Linked DNA regions of Mus musculus: region 1 is linked to region 2. A link is a contact called in public promoter capture Hi-C data. All regions are on one chromosome and are shown on one strand. Each heading gives the region's core, a stretch centred on a gene start, on an enhancer-like site or on the middle of the called end of the contact. The rest is flanking DNA. Distances are from core to core; before and after follow the strand shown.

The links. Capture Hi-C pulls out chosen DNA fragments and counts their contacts.
Region 1: a promoter capture Hi-C map of adipose tissue shows a contact between it and region 2. The contact joins the promoter of Naip5 here to the promoter of Naip2 in region 2. A contact is called at or near these places in 1 of 484 Hi-C or Micro-C datasets (nephron progenitors), 1 of 115 datasets of contacts at active chromatin or transcription factors (bone marrow-derived macrophages) and 3 of 9 other capture datasets (adipose tissue, liver and pancreatic islet).

The regions. Positions count from the first base shown.
Region 1 is chr13:100,243,439-100,248,605 of GRCm38.p6, forward strand. Naip5 (NLR family, apoptosis inhibitory protein 5) reads right to left here and starts at 3,898. Exons shown (of 15, transcript NM_010870.2): 1 at 3,810-3,898; 2 at 2,194-2,885; 3 at 1,654-1,753. The coding sequence starts at 2,761.
Region 2 is chr13:100,199,216-100,204,234 of GRCm38.p6, forward strand. Naip2 (NLR family, apoptosis inhibitory protein 2) reads right to left here and starts at 2,907. Exons shown (of 16, transcript NM_001126182.2): 1 at 2,812-2,907.

The sequences.
Region 1 (5,167 bases), core at 2,648-5,147, 45 kb after region 2:
GGTTAGCCTGCCAGATCTCCTGCACCCACATCACCAAGGTGAGATCCCCAACACTGCCCTGGCTAGCCCACCCAATGCAAGGGGCAGGGCCAGCTTTTCTGCTCTCACACATCCTCAGGGCCAGCTCTACCGTGCTGCCCAGGCTATGTGCAGGGCCCACTCTCACATGCTGCAGCCAGTGAGGGGCAGGGACTGCTCTCCCATTCTCATGACCTCAGGGTCAGCTCTCCCATGCTACCCAGGTTAGGAGTAGGGCCAGCTCTCCAGCCTGCCCCAGGCAGCAAGGAGTGGATGGGAGGGGGCATCTTACCTGAGACCCCACACTATCATATGGCCAGTGAGGGGTGAGGCCAGCACTCCCAAGCTCATGCCCTTGGAGCTGGCTCATCCACAACCCATGAAACCAAGGTCAGCTCTACTGTGCTTCTTGAGAGCAGTGCCAGGCTGCTCTCCCTAGTGCCCTAGCCAGGCAGAGACAAGGACAGCTCTCTCAAGTGCAGCAGTTAGTGACATATGAGGCCAGCTCTACACAGCCCTCAGACTCCAAATGGCTCCAGGCCTCAGACTTTAGCAGCAGCAGGGGCCAGGACCTCAACACAGTCTCAGGTGGCATCACCAGCTGTTCATCTCAGGCTGATCTAGGAAGGGACAGAGGACTAGTGTGTGTGTGTGTGTGTGTGTGTGTGTGTGTGTGTGTGTGTGTGTGTGTGTGTGTAAGTGGGAGGGTGGAGTCAGGTAGGCAAGAATATTGTGTTACTGTGTCAACAAAAATGGTTTGAGGTTTTAAAAAATGAGGGGAAAATGATCAGGAAAATGCCCTCCTCCATCAGCCTTCGGCTTCCTAAGCCCACACATGTACATACACATATACTCTCCATACAAACACACACTAGATTCATCACACACACACATCTATATAAGATATTAACTAAGGTTGGGGGAGCTGTTTAAGTTCAAGTGATTCAGAATTTTCACACTTTGACAAAGTCTTGCTTGAGAAGATCTTGAGTTATCCTAATTCAAGTAAGGGAAAGTTATAAATCTCAAAGAGAAGCTCCCAAGAATGTGGCCCTTTGGTCTCTAGTTTTGTTTTGCTTTTTAAAAACCTGACCCTGAGGGCTGGGAGAGACAACTCAGAAGTTAAGAGCAGTGGCTGCTCTTCCAGAGGACCTGGGTTCAATTCCCAGCACCCACATGGCAGCTCACACCAGTCTCTAACTCCAATTCCAGGGCTTCTGACACACCAACACAGACATGTGGGCAAGACACCAATGAACATAAAATTAAACAAACAAGCAAACAAACAAACAAACCAAAACCATGAAATTGGCTAAAGTTGGAGTGGTGACTCCTGTGGTTTAGAGCAATAGCAGCTGTTCTTCCACAGGAACTGAGGTGGGTTCTAAAAACCCACATAACAGTTCACAAGCATCTGTAACCCCATATGCGGGAGCTCTGATGCCCTCTTTTGGGATCTGTGGTACACACACACACTCACACACACACACACACACACACACACACTCACTCACACACACACACACACACACACACACACACACGCTCGAGTGCATGCTTTTGTGTGCACATGTAGCATAAATCATTTAAAGCATTTAAGTGGGACACTTTAAGAATAAAGCAGTTGAAGCTCACTTGGGGAACCACTTGGCATGCTCCTTCCAGGGGTCATCTCCTTCTTCCCAGTTGCCCAAGCTTCCGCCACAGGAGAAACACTGCACAGTGTCCCTTTTACCTACAGATGCAGGAAAGGGTGTGACTGGCGGGCAATGGCACCAGCTGTGTATTGGAGCTGGCTATACTGCATCAGAACAAGACAGACTCCAGCATGCCTGTTCTATGTAGGGGCTATGTAGCACTCAGCCATACCCTCAGCCCACTGCTGGTACATTTAAGGTCTATATTTGAAGAAAAGTTACATTTTACTTTAATACACAGGCAAATACATGGCTGCATGTGTGTGTATATGTATAGATATATAGCAAACCAATAATGCTACACTAAATATATATTAAAGCAGAAGGAAAATTGTTACACTTAAAATTTAATGAACTACATCTTATGTCTAATATAACACTCTTCATCAGTGAATGCTCATTTACAAAATATTGCTCACAAAATGGAACCTAAACTTTAAATACCTCAGAAATGCCTCACAAAATGGAATCCACTTACCTGTAAAGACAAAGCCAGCTGCTGAGAGTACACGTGGTGATGTCCCATGGGCATAAAATGGCCAGTCCTCAAAGGACTCCAGTCTGGCCTCCTCTTCATGGTACCTGGCTTTGCCACCTCTCAGCATCTTCTCTGGCCTCTTCACCCGGATGTCATACTTGCCAATGTTACCAACATCTTTGCCCTGAAGGAACTCACATTCCGGACGTAATTTCTTGTGTCTCTCTATGGGAAGCTTCCTGAGGCTGTTACCAAAGAGGATCAAGCTACAGCAAAAGCACTGAACGCCAAGTCTCACCCCTGTGTGGTAAAACCCAGCAGCTGCCATCTCCTGTGGCGTCCATGATCTGAACGTGTCATAGGTCTCAAAGGTCTTTAGTCGTTTGGCTTCACTGCGCATCTGTGAGTTAAAACCTTTCTTCATTTTCATCCGTTCTTTATGCTCTTCTTCTTCTTGGCTCTTTGCCACCTGAAATGCATCCACCCCGAGAAGAGCAGAGAGCTCGGGGAGAAATTCATAATCAATCTCAGAAATCCGATCCTCGGAGGACTCCCCATGCTCAGCCATTTTCTAAAGGGGAAAGGTGAGCAGTTGTTGGGTGTTCGAGGCAGCTCTCATGTTCTTATGATGAGCACAATGACCAAAGCTTCACAGGGGGTGGGGTTTATTTCTCCTCCCAAGCGTGGTTCATCTGCAAGGGAAGTCAAGGCTGGAAGAACTGGAGGCAAGAGCTAGTGCAGAGATTGTGGAAGGATGCTGCTCACAGGCTTACTCTCTGTGGTTTCTTACCTTGCTTTCTTTCTGGTTTTAATTATCTATTTATTTTGGTTTTCAAGGCAAGCTTTCTCTGTGTGGCCCTGGCTATCCTGGAACTCATTCTGTAGATCAGGGAGGCATCAAATTCAGAGATTTTCCTGCCTCTGCCTCCGGAATGCTGGGATTAAAGGTTTGTGCCAGGATGCCACACTTAGCCCAGGGGTCGCACCACTGCCCTCTCTCATCAATTTCCAACCAAGAAAAATGTCACCGCACCCCCACCGCCACCCCTGTTACTGCATACACCCAATCAATCTGATGGAAACAATTCCTGTTTCTGCCCTCCAGGTTCTGGGATTAGCAGGTATGTGCCATACCTAACTAAAATGAGACTTTCAAACAAAGCATACTCTTTCATATAACACCTAGAGGAGGGTTCCATCTTGCAGTGCTGACACATTTGATGCCACCAATGCACAGTAAAGAGTTCTCATGACTGTACAACCCCTCCCAGCAATGGTTGCCTGGAGTTCTGTCAACCCCCAGGCTCCTCAGCGCTTTGACTAGTTATTTCTACCCTTGTGTCCTGATGCATCCCTGCCGTCCCTGACATACACACTTACAGTCTCCTTTGTAATTGTGAGACAAAGGTCATGTTCTTATCTATAGACACAGTTACCCAACGCTAGCTTCCTGCTCCTTCCCTGTAGAGAAGGGGCTGGCCCTGCCTTGACAGACTAAGGCTAGGCTTAGTTACTTTCATTTCCCCTCGCACAGCCTGGAGTTACCTTTTCTGTTGCTGGGATAAAATAACCCTGACAAAAGCAGTTCACAGAAGAGAAGGCTTATTCTGGCTTACACTCTGAAGATCTGTATCTCAAGGTGGCATGGAAGGCTTGGCAGGATCAGGAAGCCAGCTGGTCACAGAGCATCAGCAGCAAGGGGGCAGTGAAAGCAAATAGGAAGTGGCACCAGGCTATAGAGTCTCCAGTGGTCCACTCCCTTCACCATGCCCCGCCTCTTAAAGGATCCAAACTCTTTTTATTATTATTATTAGATATTTTCCTTATTTACATTTCAAATGCTATCCCAAAAGTTCCCTATACCCCCCCCCCTGCCCTGCTCCCCTACCCACCCACTCCCACCTCTTGTCCCTGGAGTTCCCCTGTACTGGGGCATATAAAGTTTGCAAGACCTAGGGGCCTCTCTTCCCAATGATGGCTGACTAGGCCATCTTCTGTTACATATGCAGCTAGAGACACAAGCTCTGGGGGTACTGGTTAGTTCATATTGTTGTTCCACCTCTAGGGTTGCAGACCCCTTCAGCTCCTTGGGTAATTTCTCTAGCTCCTCCTTTGGGGGCCCTGTGTTCCATTCTATAGATGACTGTGAGCATCCACTTCTGTATTTGCCAGACACTGGCATAGCCTCACTGGAGATAGCTATTACAGGGTCCTTTCAGCAAAATCTTCCTGGCATATGGCTGTCTGGGTTTGGAGGCTGATTATGGGATGGATCCCCTGGTGGAGTAGTCTCTGGATGGTCCATCCTTTTGTCCTAGCTCCAAACTTTGTCTCTGTAACTTCTTCCCTGGTTGTTTTGTTCCCTATTATAAGGAGGAATGAAGTTTCCACACTTTGGTCTTCGTTCTTCTTGATTTTCTTGTGTTTTGCAAATTGTATCTTCAGTTTTCTAAGTTTCTGGGCTAATATCCACTTAACAGTGAGTGCATATCAAGTGACTTCTTTTGTGATTGCGTTACCTCACTAAGGAGGATATCCTCCAGATACATCCATTTGCCCAAGAATTTCATAAATTCGTTGTTTTTAATAGCTGAGTAGCACTCTGTTGTGTAAATGTACCACATTTTTTTGTATCCATTCCTCTGTTGAGGGACAGCTGGGTTCTTTCCAGCTTCTGGCTATTATAAATAAGACTGCTATGAACATAGTGGAGCCTGTGTCCTTATTACCAGTTGGAACATCTTCTGGGTCTATGCCCAGGAGAGGTATTGCTGGATCTTCTGGTAGTACTATGTCCAATTTTCTGAGGAACTGCTAGACTGATTTCCAGAGTGGTTGAACAAGCTTGCAATCCCACCAGCAGTGGAGGAGTGTTCCTCTTTCTCCACATCCTTGTCAGCATCTGTTGTCACATGAATTTTTGATCTTAGCCATTCTGACTGGAGTGAGTTGTAATCTCAAGGTTGTTTTGATT
Region 2 (5,019 bases), core at 1,657-4,156:
TAAATATATTTAGGCACACACACACACAATATACACAATTTCAGGGCTGAGCACTTGGTGTTGTATAACCATTATTGTTGTGAAATGGACAAAAGTATCTTAAGCAAAAGGGACCAGGAACCAAGCAGGCATTGCTGTCCTAAAACCTAACAAAGTAGAAGAGATAAAGGAAGATACTTCATTTTAATCAACAATTAACCAAAAAGATATTACACATATGCACAAAATTCTAGCACTTCCAATTTAATAAAAAGTATACTACTGGGTCTCAAAACAGACTAACTCCAACTCAATGATAGTAGATTATTTTAATGCCTCACTTTCTCTAATAGTCAGGTCTTTTGAATAACAACAAAAACAATCCTATCTAACCATATGCAATCAAGCTTAAAATCAACAGCAAATGAATCTCTGGTGATTACAGAAACTCATGGGGACTTAGCAACACATTGTGTGTTACATCTTAGCAACACATTGAGTGATAAATAGGTCAAGAAAAAAATCAAGAATGAAAGAAAATACTGTAATTAAATGAAAATGAAAGGACAACACAATAAAACTTCTTGGACATATTAAGAGAAATTTTAAAAGAAAAATGTATAGCACTAAGGGCCTACATTAAGAAATCATAAAGAGTACAAATAAATGGCTTAATGGTACAAATAAGAAATTTGGAAAAACAAGAGCAAACCAGGCCCAAACCAGAGACAGAAGAAATAATAAGAACTAGAGCATGAGTTAACGAAATAGAAACAAAGAATCACTAAATCTAAGATCTACTTTTTTGAGAAGATGAACAAGATTGACAGTTCTTTGTCTCAATCCACCAAAAGAACAGGAGAAGAGACACAAATTAATAAAATTAGAGATGAACAGAGAAACACTAAAACAGGCATCAAAAAATTCAGAGCATCATAAGTGAATGCTTTGAAAACTTATGCCACAGTAACTTGGAAAATCTAAAGGAAATGGGAAGATTTCTAGATTCAAACTCTCAAAGTTAGGCCAAGAAGAGATCAATAACCCAAAGAAACCCATAATAAATAAGGAGATCAAATAATAATAAAAATCCTTCTGTGTAAACAGAGCCCAGCTCCAGATAGATTCACAGAAGAATTCTACTGTACTTTCAAAGAACTCCAACCATTACTTTCAAATTATTCAAAGCATAGAGACACTTTCAATCCTCTTCGATTGGTATTTCTTTGGCACCAAAACGACATGGAGACACAGCAACACATCTCATGAGCACAGATGCAAACGTTCTCAATAAGATACTCACAAACCAAATAACAGCACATATCAAAGATTTCCTCCGATACAATCAAATTGGCTTTTACCCCAGAGATGCAGGGATGGCTCTACACTTGTATGTTAACAAATGTAATATAAATCACTGACAAACATTGCATAACCATCTATCATGAGAGATGCAAAAAAGGCCTTTGACAAAATTCAACATGGATTTATGATGAAAGTCCTAGAGAGAGAAAGACTGGAGGGAACACACTTCAACGTAATAAAGCCTGTGGATGACAAACTCATAGCCAACATCATCCTTACAGGACAGGGAAGCTGCACCCATGCACCCATGGTAGCTCAACAATATGGCTGGGTAAACAAGACCTGGAGAAGGACACCTGTATGACATGCCAGTGTGGACAGGGAAAATGTCACAGGGCCTCATCTCTGTAAGAAGAAGTGTAGGCTGCTGGGAGGAGAATTATTCTTCATCAGGGACAAGCCCTTAAAGTGTTATCTAATCACAAGTGCTCAGCCCCAAACACATACACATATGAGCAACAGTAGATGGACTCAGTAAGTGTGTGTGTGTGTGTGTGTGTGTGTGTGTGTGTGTGTGTGTGTGTGTGTGAGATAATTAAAGAAAGGCTCTGGAATTTGAGAGGCAGTTTGGTGGGATGGGAGAGGGGTGGGTTGAAATAATGTAAACAGAGTACTCAGATATGAAGTTATCAAATAATGAAATATAACAAAATGAAGAACACCTTCATATAAGCATATGGCCAATCCACCCACTTCAACACTCTCAAAGGAATATCAAATCTGCTTCTAGGTAGAGTTAAATCTTTCACATCATGCTTTATCAACCTCATTCAATTTGGAATTTTCCTAGCTACTACATTTTTGTGAAAGCTGCGGGTCAGGGCCTTGATTTATAGTGTTTGGCAGCCTCTAAGTTGGCACCATTCTGCCTCAGCTTTTTAAGTGTTGGACTATAAGCATGTGCCACCATACCTGGTCAAGTTGAATCTTTTAAGACAAGGCACACTCTTTCATCAGATAATATCCAGGAGGAGTTTCCTTAGTGAAATAGATACCACATATGACTATCCCTAACAAGGTAAAAACAAAAACAAAAACAAAACCCCTCCTTGTCATAAGTATTAAAATGACCAGCATTGGTCGCCTGGAGTTCTATCAATCCTCAAGTCTTTGACTAGTTATATTTACAGTTGTCTCATGATCTCTCTCTCTTTCTCTCTCTCTCTCTCTCCAAACACACACACACACACACACACACACACACACACACACACACACACACACACACACATCGTTTCCTTAGCAATTAAGAGACAAAGGTCATGTTCTTATCTATAGACACAGTTACCCAACGCTAGCTTCCTGCTCCTTCCCTGTAGAGAGGAGCTGGCCCTGCCTTGACAGACTAAGGCTAGGCTTAGTTACTTTCATTTCCCCTCGCACAGCCTGGAGTTACCTTTTCTGTTGCTGGGATAAAATAACCCTGACAAAAGCAGTTCACAGAAAAGAAGGCTTATTCTGGCTTACAGTATGAAGATCTGTATCTCAAGGTGGCACAGAAGGCTTGGCAGGAGCAGGAAGCCAGCTGGTCACAGTGCATCAGCAGCAAGGGGGCAGAGAAAATGAACAGGAAGTGGCACCAGGCTATAGAGTCTCCAGTGGCCCACACCCTCCACCATGCTCCACCTCTTAAAGGATCCAAACTCTTACCCAGCAGTGTCACCAGCTGGAAACCAAATTCTCAAACCATGAGCTGCCTGTGTGGGTATTTCACATTCAGACCACAGTGTAGGCCCAGACACAGTGTCTTCTACTAACATCTGCATCTGAACACCCTCCTTCCACCCTCTCTTTCCTGTCAACTTTTGTTTTTAATTTTCTAAAATTATTTTATTTACCATGTGTCTATGAACAGGGACTGTTTTTGATCTATCTTAGGAACTCACCAGGATCCAATGGGATCTTCACCTCAATGATTTATTCTAATCAGCTTACATAGATCCCACCTCGAAAACAATCAAGTTTCCACTCCTAGAATAGTACAATGGGTATTCCATTTCAACACCTGATCCTTTGATCCTTTATAGAACTCTCAAATCATCGTGAGATGGCTAATCTTGGTTTTCAACCTTACTACACTTTCAATCAAATAGAATTCAAACTCTGGGCATTTCTGAGAGTAGTTTTGTTGATCAGGTTACTTGAAGGAGGAAGACTCATTCTAACAGTAGGGAGTACTCTCTGGTAGCTGCCCAGATAAAAAGACACAGAAGAAGGACATTGGTGTGCCCTCACTATCACTGGGCAAGTTCATCTATCTTGTTGCTGTGGCACTTCTTCATTGGTATTAGAACCATCTCCTGCATGATTAAAAGGTAGACTGAAACCAGCAGCTTTTCAGGAATCCTCTAGGACTCCAGTGCCAAGTTGAGACTGCTGAGACATCCAGTCTTGTAGACTAAACAACTAACTACCAATTCTCAGCCATTCTAACAATGACTGTCACACACATCATAGGACAATATGTCTCACATAGCCATTGTTAGACTATCCAGACTATATCCTGTATGTCAGTCTCATAAATCCCATGTATTTGGTTATATATCCATATCTATCTATCTATCTATCTATCTATCTATCTATCTATCTATCTATCTACTGTCTGTCTGTCTGTCTGTCTATCTATCTATCTTTAAATGTAGACCTACATCTGTATAGCCTATCAGTTCTATTCCTTTAGAGAACTCTGACTAGAACAGAAGGGAGAGCTTGCTGGGAAAAAGGAGTAACAACTATAAAGCCCCTTGAGTAAGACTATATATAAATATTTTTGTTGCAGGGCATAAGTGAATCAGTCTCAAACTGACTAGGAAACATCCTAGCTTTTACAGTGCCAGAAGATGCTATGCAGACTGCAGGAAGTTGTGAGGAGGGCATCAATGATCTTCTCAGTGCTGGTCTCTGCTTGCTATATCACCACTATTCCACTAGGCCAAGGATTTCTTCTTGTGCAATAATGCCATGTCTTCGATGACATAGCAAACCTCATTCTGATTACATTTGAGGGCAGTCTACTGAAGGGAATTTCCTGCCTGGTTTTGTAATCCTTGTCCAAAGTTCATGGCTGGGGAGGTAGGTCATAGACCCTAGAGTAGACCCACTGTAGCACAAATAGAACACACATGCACACACACACACACACACACACACACACACACACACACACACACAGTCACTCACACCAGTTAATCAGTTAATCTTGAAATGCCTTGGATAACACAATGACTGGGCACTCTTAATTTTTTCTCTACTACCCCAGGCCCAGTCAGGGAAGTGGCCAGAGGAAACTCACATTGCTGGTTGGCTTTACGTCCTCCACTACTGTGCCCCCTTCTCCTCCTCCTGATTCTCTCTCCATCCTTCCCTTGCAATTCTGTGTCTTTCCCTGTCATCAGCTATTGGCTACTGGCATCTCTATTGATAGACCAAAATCCAATTAGGAGCAAGGACCTTCAGCCCCAGTAAATACAGATTCCTGATCAAAGAATCAGGACCACCCTTTACACACCACTATTGCTCTTTTGCTGGCTGGCTATGTTGTTTAAGGTCTTTTTAAATATTTCTGTTTATACTTGTAGACCCAGGCTCCTCCAACCTTAGTTAGAGAAACTTCTTTTTGCAGCCAGTAGCAGTTGATGTTGAGATGTGTAACTCATCAATGTGCTGAGAGTAAGT